Regions from separate parts of the Mus musculus genome. Here region 1 is linked to region 2. The links are chromatin contacts, called in public HiChIP or PLAC-seq maps. All regions are on one chromosome and are shown on one strand. The core of a region is the stretch at or near the end of the contact, and the rest is flanking DNA. Distances in the headings are between cores, read along the strand shown.

What was found. HiChIP or PLAC-seq counts read pairs in DNA pulled down with a chosen protein or histone mark.
Region 1: an H3K4me3 HiChIP or PLAC-seq map of bone marrow-derived macrophages shows a contact between it and region 2, with 9 times the contacts expected there. The contact joins the enhancer-like site here to the promoter of Arpp19 in region 2. A contact is called at or near these places in 12 of 39 promoter capture datasets (the C10 cell line, the HPC-7 cell line, HPC-7-derived erythroid cells and 7 more), 3 of 15 datasets of contacts at CTCF or cohesin (the NIH/3T3 cell line, hippocampal excitatory neurons and pro-B cells), 69 of 484 Hi-C or Micro-C datasets (the 63-12 cell line, B cells, the BV-2 cell line and 46 more), 17 of 115 datasets of contacts at active chromatin or transcription factors (the 230-238 cell line, the HPC-7 cell line, the SCID.adh cell line and 10 more) and 5 of 9 other capture datasets (adipose tissue, embryonic stem cells, liver and 2 more).

Annotation. Positions count from the first base shown.
Region 1 is chr9:75,259,140-75,262,989 of GRCm38.p6, reverse strand. Myo5c (myosin VC) reads right to left here. Exons shown (of 41, transcript NM_001081322.1): 11 at 701-782; 12 at 1-5. Among named protein-coding and RNA genes, the nearest start is that of Gm33750, 24 kb to the right of the region's middle. Within about 2 kb of position 1,384, at least 108 of the 459 cell types and tissues checked have an H3K27ac peak or open chromatin away from gene starts, as enhancers often do. A contact at or near this core is called in the Ba/F3 cell line, CD8 T cells, the G1E-ER4 cell line and 19 more, where this site is marked.
Region 2 is chr9:75,035,529-75,039,509 of GRCm38.p6, reverse strand. Arpp19 (cAMP-regulated phosphoprotein 19) reads right to left here and starts at 1,778. Exons shown (of 3, transcript NM_021548.4): 1 at 1,549-1,778. The coding sequence starts at 1,593. It overlaps Gm51714 (a long non-coding RNA gene), which reads left to right. Exons shown (of 2, transcript XR_003948357.1): 1 at 1-943; 2 at 1,043-2,266.

The DNA.
Region 1 (3,850 bases), core at 135-2,634, 220 kb before region 2:
ACGTGCTGGGGAGCCCAGAGATAAGGTGGACATTAGACAACGTCAAAGAGAGACATGAAGGGCTTGATACAAGCCTGGAAGGTGCAGATGAAGGTCCGCTCTGTGATCAGGAAGACCCTGGAACACTGCCCATCCCCCTCCCCAGGTCAAAGCCACTAAGAGGTCTCCAGTGGGTCTGGCTGTCACCCCGACACCATCCTGAGTGGATTCTCCATTTCCACTAGGTCAGGCCTGGACCAAAAAAGTGTCACCACCAACACAGCTGCCTGAGTCCCAGTGGCTGTGGGCCACTGCTGCTCTCTCTCTGGGGACAAAAGCAGCCTCCACAGCCTGGATCAGCCCAACCAGGGCAGGGCAGTCACAGAGGTTGTTGGCTATGTAGGCAGTGTGCAAAACCTATACTAGAATTCAGGGCTTCAAGGAGGCTCCTCCTGGAGGATGAAGGAAACAGGTGATAGATGGGGAGGAAAGTGTCACAAGTTGTTCCAAAACGGAAGTCAAAGATGGCGGTGCAGTTTCAAGATATAGCCACAGAGCGGCATAGCAACTCAATGTATAGCTCTAGCTATCAGGAACATTTTTTTTATCTATTAACCCAGGCATGCTTGGATTCCTGAATGAGGAACCAGAAAAGGCTCATGCCCAAGTCGTGCACGCAGAGGGCTGAGCATCGGCCCCAGGAAGACAAAAAGTCACCTACCAGGTTAAACTGCTGCTGTAGTTTTTCATTAGCGTAATTGATGCAGAACTGTTCAAAGCTGTTTACATCAAAGGTCTCAAAACTGAAACACAGTTGAACAAATTAAAATGAAAGCAAGCCCAGGACCTAATGCTCATTGTAACTAATGCATACGTGTGTGTGTGTGTGTGTGTGTGTGTGTGTGTGTGTGTGTGTGTGTGTGTTTAACGATTCCATAGCTTAAGAGGTTTGCTATGTTTTCGGCAAGTTTAAACTACTTCAAAGCTGCTTGCTGGTTCCTTCTAAGCTGGCAGTCAGTTGACAGACTACCCTTTTCCCCACTGGTTGTCTCCTGCATCGAATCTGACTGTACATGATTCCCTCCCCAAACCAGGCATTACAGTAGACCTGTCGCAAGCAAGCGGCACAATGATTAATCCATGTAACACTGGTGTCAGCATTACTGTCCTCCCTCTACAGGACAGAAAATGGCTGAGGGGTTGGCTCCATTTCTCAGGGCATAGCACTGAGCCTGATTGGCAGTAGCGCTTGAGCTTTCAATAGGAGAACACTCTCCTCTCTCTCTGACGACTCTGCCTTTCCCCAGGCTGGCTTTCAGAGTTCTTCAGCCCAGCAGGAAGCCACACACATCCCTGTCTGTCCTTTAGGCTTTAATAGCTGTCTCTAGGGTTACCCAGGCGACTGACTTGTAAACTCAAGAGCCTGGAGCAGTCAGACACAATACAAAGATGGGGGACTGGCTGGTTACTGCACAGCAGTGAGCCCCTTGGGGCCTGTGACAAACAGGATTGTCTTAAGGATCAGCCTCGCTTAGCTCTTGCCAGCTGTGGCTATACGTGGGCCTAGTCCAGGATTTCACATTAGCTGATTCTCACGAGGAGGCTGCAGTGTACATTTTACTACAGTGTACACTGACTCCTCTGGCGGTGGATGGGGGAGGGGGAGTGGGGACGAGCATCCTGTCCGGAGGAGGAAGCCTTTAGAAATGCCAGCCTTTGTGTGCCTCACTTCTCTTTGCTCTAACTCTGCCTCAGGTGGAGGGTTAATATAAGGTCATCGTTTCAGGAAGGGTCAGAGTCCAAGAGGCCATGGTGAGACCCAGGGGACAGTCAATGGTACCCAAAAGGCAGCTTGTATCCCCATCTTCCACCCTCCTCTTCATGCCCAAGGCTTTGTCCCTTGTGGCTCTGGTCCTATGGGGTCACTGCCCTGCCATAGGTTCCCGGACAGCTCCAGCTCCAGGGTGACTGTTCACCATTCTTTGTATCATTCACGCACCAGAAATGGAAGCCGGTTTGGACCTGGGAGGGACCAGGTCAGGGCCAAAAGGAGCAGGGTTTCCCACAGTAGGGCACACTGTCAAACAATGATCCTTTGTAGGTACTGTGAGCTGAAGTTTAAAACCCAGGGACCTATGGCTTAAGATGCTAGAGGCGCTGCTGTCTGTGACTGTGGTTTGCACCAAGACCAGGGCTTAAGGCTCAAGATGGCTTGGTGACTTTTTCCATCTAACTGTCCTGAGAGCCCTGCGGGAGAGGTCCTCAGTGGCTGAAAACGTGCCATTAGAGTGCTGGAGAGGCTAGCCCAGAGGTCTAACCTCAGGTCCAGACATTTTCAACCCTGGTCCAGAGAACATAAACACAGGATAGTCTGGGACATCAAAAATAAAAATTTTCCTTCACTTTGTACTTTGGACCTCAAAGCTCCCAGCTGCAGTTTTATCTGTGTTAAAGGATGCTAACTTTTCATAGCAGCCATTGTCATGTCCAGGTTAAGCTGAGCTCAGTTCCCTCAGAAGGTACAATACATGTTAGGACCCAGATTAACACAGAGGCCAGAGTGCTAGGAAGTGATTCACCCTGGGCCACAAAGATCTGCCACTTAGAGGGGAGCTATGAATTCATGCACCATTTTAATAACCGCTACGCAAGAGTATCATTTTCCAACTAGAAAATTTAATGGACTCTGAGAAGTTTTTAAAGGTGTAAACACTTTTATCATATAATAGGCTGCTTAGCTGCAAGACCCAAGTTCTTCATTACAGTGGTCTCAAACTCTGTGGATCTGAATTCCCTTTCCCATCCTAATACTCACGCACACACTCACACGAGCGCGCGCTCACACACACACACACACACACACACACACACACACACGAACACACGTACACTCATGTACACATGCGTGCACACAAGTGCACACATTATTTCTCTCACAGTAATCACCCTGACTTCTTTGCCTCCTTCACTAGTAAAATGACGTCCCAGAAGGCCTTCCATCACACAGTGCCTGGCAAGTAATTATTTGTTAGGTAAAAGTATAAACAAGTGGCTCTGTAGTTAACAGGGCGTACTGTTCATGCAGAGGGACAGAGTTCAGTTCCCAGTACCCATGTTGAGTGGCTCACAGTTGCCTGTAACTCCAGTGCCAGGAATAGGATACCCTCTGCTGGACTCTATGGGTACTACACCCACATAGGCACAAATGGACGTGTACACACATACATACACATATCTATAAAAATAAATCATTAAAAAAAAATGAAGAAATATATTCCTAAGCTAAGAAGTCCACCGTTTTTAAAGGCAAGTTCTGGAAGATACAGCAAACACTCCCCACCTCAATGTAAGATTTTTAAGCCAGGCTATTCTATTATTTTCCAATTTTATTCAATTTTTTACTGGTTACTCAAATTATTTCTTGGGATAAGATAAGGTAAATAATTTACTAGCCTAATCCAGTCCTGTATTAGTATTTTCAAACTGTTGCTAGGTTTTCTTGCGAGCCATGAGTAATCAGTTAAAATCTATATTAAACAGTCACTCCCTTCAGTATCTCCCCTCAACATCTGGAACAGGTATTGGAACAGCTGGCTCTCTACCTGGGTGAAAAGTTGATGGACTGTCCCTCCCTCCATGTGAAGGCCCAGTCCCCTCCCTCCATGTGGGGAAGAGCCCCTAACTGACGGAAAGCATCAAGTCTTTGCTGGGATAATCTTCCCAGTGTCCTGTGGAGAAGCCAGTGCAGTCCTAAGAGCCTGGCAGGAACAGGGACAGGAGAGGGGGGTTTCTGACAACTAGAAAGCCACCTGGTATCACCTCCATGCCAGCTTCCACCCTGCCTTCAGCAAGCACCTTCAACAGGAGCTGG
Region 2 (3,981 bases), core at 529-3,028:
GAAATCAGGAAGGTGAGGGCCAGCATGGTTATAGATCAATAGTTTCAGGGCTATCCTCTCTAGGTAACCGAGCTACACCAGCCCCAGTCTCAAAAAGACAAAAGAGGGGCTGGGCATAGTCAGTCAGAAAGTGTTTGCTTGCACACACATAATTCTCCCTCTCATGCTGTTTCACAAAAATGGGGGGAGCGGGAACCCCAGGAATAGAGCTCAGTGTCCCAGAGGTCCTACTACAGAAGGAAGGAAGGAAGGAAAGGAAGGAAGGAAGGAAGGAAGGAAGGGAGGAAGGAGGGAGAGAGGAAGGGAGGGAAGAAAGGATAAATCCTTCGTTTTGCAAAGTATAATATGACACAACATTATAACTGCCTACTGTTTTTATTATCCTTGTTTTCCTTCTTTTCGCCAGTTAACTTACAATTACTATCAGAAGAGAACTATGACAATGGAAGAAATAATAAAGGGTAAGTTGACATGATTAGAATATATGGAATGAGCAAAACCCACTAATCTACAGTGCAACATTAGTATAAGGATTACGTTTAAACATTAGACCAAATTCCATATACAGTAAAGCAGTTTGGTATTAATTATCAATCAATTAATAAATTTTGAGACAGGATTTCATTATGTACTTCCAGCTGGCCTGGGACTCACAAAATTCCTCTAGCTTCTGCCTGAGTACTGGGATTAAAGGCCCAATTTGGGATTTTTTGTTTGTTTTTAAAGAAAAATTGTTGGGAACTCATGACTTTTCTCCTTTGTTAGCTAACTGACTCCATGTACCCTGGAAGTCAAAGCATCATAATAATTACGACGGAATGGGCAGGCACTACATAAGCATACAGGCCTCAAACTCGTAGGTGTGCTGCTAGCACATTTCCCTTCAACAGAGACATACAAATGAGCTGACAAATATATCCCCATGATTCGAGAAATATCTAAGGTAGTGAAATTTCCTAAAGCTCCAATTCTCGATTTTTAGTCAAGTGCCACATGCAAAGCCCATCAGCTAGCTTTTTTTTTTTTTTTTTTTTTTGAGCAGAAGTTGTGCTGGGTTTTTCGTTTGGGCCTCACAGCCGTCGCGGGACGTAGGTACTATTACCGGGACTTTACCGATAAGAAGACTGAAGCCCAAAGGGTTCAGGAAAGAGATCACGAGGCCACACAACTCACAACCCTAATAACCGAGCCCTGCATCGCTGCCTGAATGGAGACACCACCTTAAAGAGTTCCCTGCAAGCTCACAAGTGGCCCGAGCGCTTCCGGAGGGACAACGTCCTGAGCAAATCAAAGCCCACTACAGAACCTGGGTCCCTAACATGGGCCGGAGTCCTAGCTGCCTGGTACACTTGGGTGCTACACCGAGGCTCGGGAGCGGATCGGTTCCTTTCCACTCGCCAGGGCCCTCCCCGGTTGCGGGAGGAGCCGTCGGCGGAGGGCTCCAGGCCGCCCTCGCTCCCGCGGGCCCGCCAGCCAAGGTTCCCGCCACACCAGGTCCCGCGGATCCCGCGGGTCTCGAGGGTTCCCCGGGTCCTCCGGCACACTCACCTTTTGCTCCTCCGCAGACGCTGCCTCGGGGACTTCCGCGGACATGGTGCTCCTTCTGCAGAAGAGACGCCGGGAGAAGACAGATTACCGGGAGGCAAGACCGCCCGCCACCTTCTGCCTGCCCCGCTGCCCGCCGGGCCGGCGGCTACCGCCGCCTTGTGACGACACGGGCCCCGGGCTCCCGCCCGCCGTAGCTCCCGCAGCCCAGGCCCGCCAGGCTCCCGCGCCGCGCCCTTACCTACCTATCCCCGCGCCTCCGGCCCTGCGACGCCCGAGCACTTCCTCTTTCCCTCAAAGGTTGCGGCTCGCGCCTCACCTCACTTCCGTCCATGGGCGCACAGTGCTTCCTGGGAATTGTAGTTGGTCTGTGGCGCTGTGTTCCCCCTCCCCTCCACTTCCCCCGCCTTTCCAGACAACCCTGACCTCCTATTTAGTCCTCTGCTTGCTTGGCAGTACCTCTGCTTCAGTTTAACCCCATCCATCTTTACTTCCTCTGTTCTCTAACCTTGCCTCAGCGCCACCTTTTCTTCTTAGATCAACCTCTTCAAGCTACCACTGCTCCGGAGAGTTCTACAACAAGCACAGCACCATTACACAGGAATTGTGATTACTTTAGTAATGTCACCATTCCTCTTCATGTTAGCCACAGCAGGGAAGAAGTCAATATTTTACTCCCAGACCTTGATATTTCCCATGCAATAAATCACTGATAAATCAATTCAGCTTCCATTCCTTGCTCTCCCACGGCAGTCAGCTCAAAACATTGATTTTCAAAGCAATGATTTTCTTAACTGTCAAGTCCGTAGCTTCATATTTATTCGTCATTCTACTAAGCATCTTATAGCTGCTGGCACATTTGGTTCCAAGGAAATGTCCCTTAGAAATCTGGGGCTAAGGCAGACTTATATAGTTAACTAGTAAGAATCAGAAGGCAATGCAAGCAGTTCTGGAAGACAGGAGAACAATCAAAACCTCAGAGTCATTGGATATGGAATGTGGAAGACATCAAAATCAAAGCTGAGCCCTCTGGCATAGGACTGTAATCCCAGCTGTCTGGGAGGCTGAAGCGGAAGTGTGGCAAGTTTATGTATGCTTAGGTTATAGAGTAAATCAAAGGCCACCCTGGGGGATTTAGTGAGGCCCTGGCACAGTGGTAGAGAGTTTGCTTAGCACGGGCAAGTCCCTGCATTCAATCTCTCTCTCTCTCTCTCTCTCTCTCTCTCTCTCTCTCTCTCTCTCTCTCTCTCACACACACACACACAGAGAGAGAGAGAGAGAGAGAGAGAGAGAGCTTGGAAGTTGGCTCAGTAGCAGATGGATGGGTTGCCTGGAATGACTGTCCCTGCGTTTGACTCCAAGCAGCAGATTAAACAAGTATAGTGGTGCAATGCTTGAAGTCCTAGGACTGGGGAGGTAGAGGCAGAAGGATCAAGAAGTTCAAAGTTATCCTCAGCTTGAGTTTGAGGCTAGCCTGGGCTATGTGAGGCCCCGTGTCAAAAGTAAACTAAAACAAGACAACAACAATAACAATTACAAAGGCCAAGCAAACCCAAAACCCCAGCATGTGCAGAATTTCAGACAGGAAGTCTTGACTGATACTTCAGTTTGAAAAACAAAACGATTAAGAGTTCTTGTTGGAGAAGGAAGGAAAGGGTTAACCAGCCAAGTAACAATTTAAGATAAAAGGGTTTAAGAGGCTAACTCTTGGACAAAGATATCCCTTGAGAATGGCTCAGTTTGTCCCCAAATCAACTGTAGTTCCAGGACTTTGCAACCTGTAATCCCGGAACTTTCCAAGTGGAGAGAGGGAGAGAGGAACTTCAGTTCAAGGCCAGTTTCAGCTAGGTATGAATTCAAGCCCAGCCTAAACTACATGAAGGCGAGTCGCCAAAACCAAAACTCAACAACAACAGCAGCAGCATATTTGTTACCATTCTATACTGACAAATTAACCTTCTGTGCTTCCCTACAACTCTGCTGTATGGGGGTGGGGAGAGAGGGAATCAAAGTATTTTTTTTTCTAGCTGTTCTAGAACTCACAGAAATCTGCCTGCCTGCATGTGTCACTGTTCCTGGCTCTTTTGTTCCAGACAGGGTCTCACTCTGGCCTCAGTCACAGCAAACCTCCTGCTTTAGCCTCTCAGTGTTTTTCACTTGAGTAGACCTGTATAGAGAAGGAGACTGTACTAGTCAGGCTAGTGGACACAGCTAACTAATATTTTTATTAATAAAATACTATACATTATATGAATATGAGTAAATTTGGGGTTAAAATGTAACAAGGGACACAGGAGAAATGTATGTGTAAAGAAATCTGTTCCTGGGCTGGAGAGATGGCTCAGCAGCTAAGAACATTGACTGCTCTTCCAAAGGTCCTTGAGTTCAATTCTCAGCAACCACATGATAACTCACCACCATCTGTAATGGGATCCG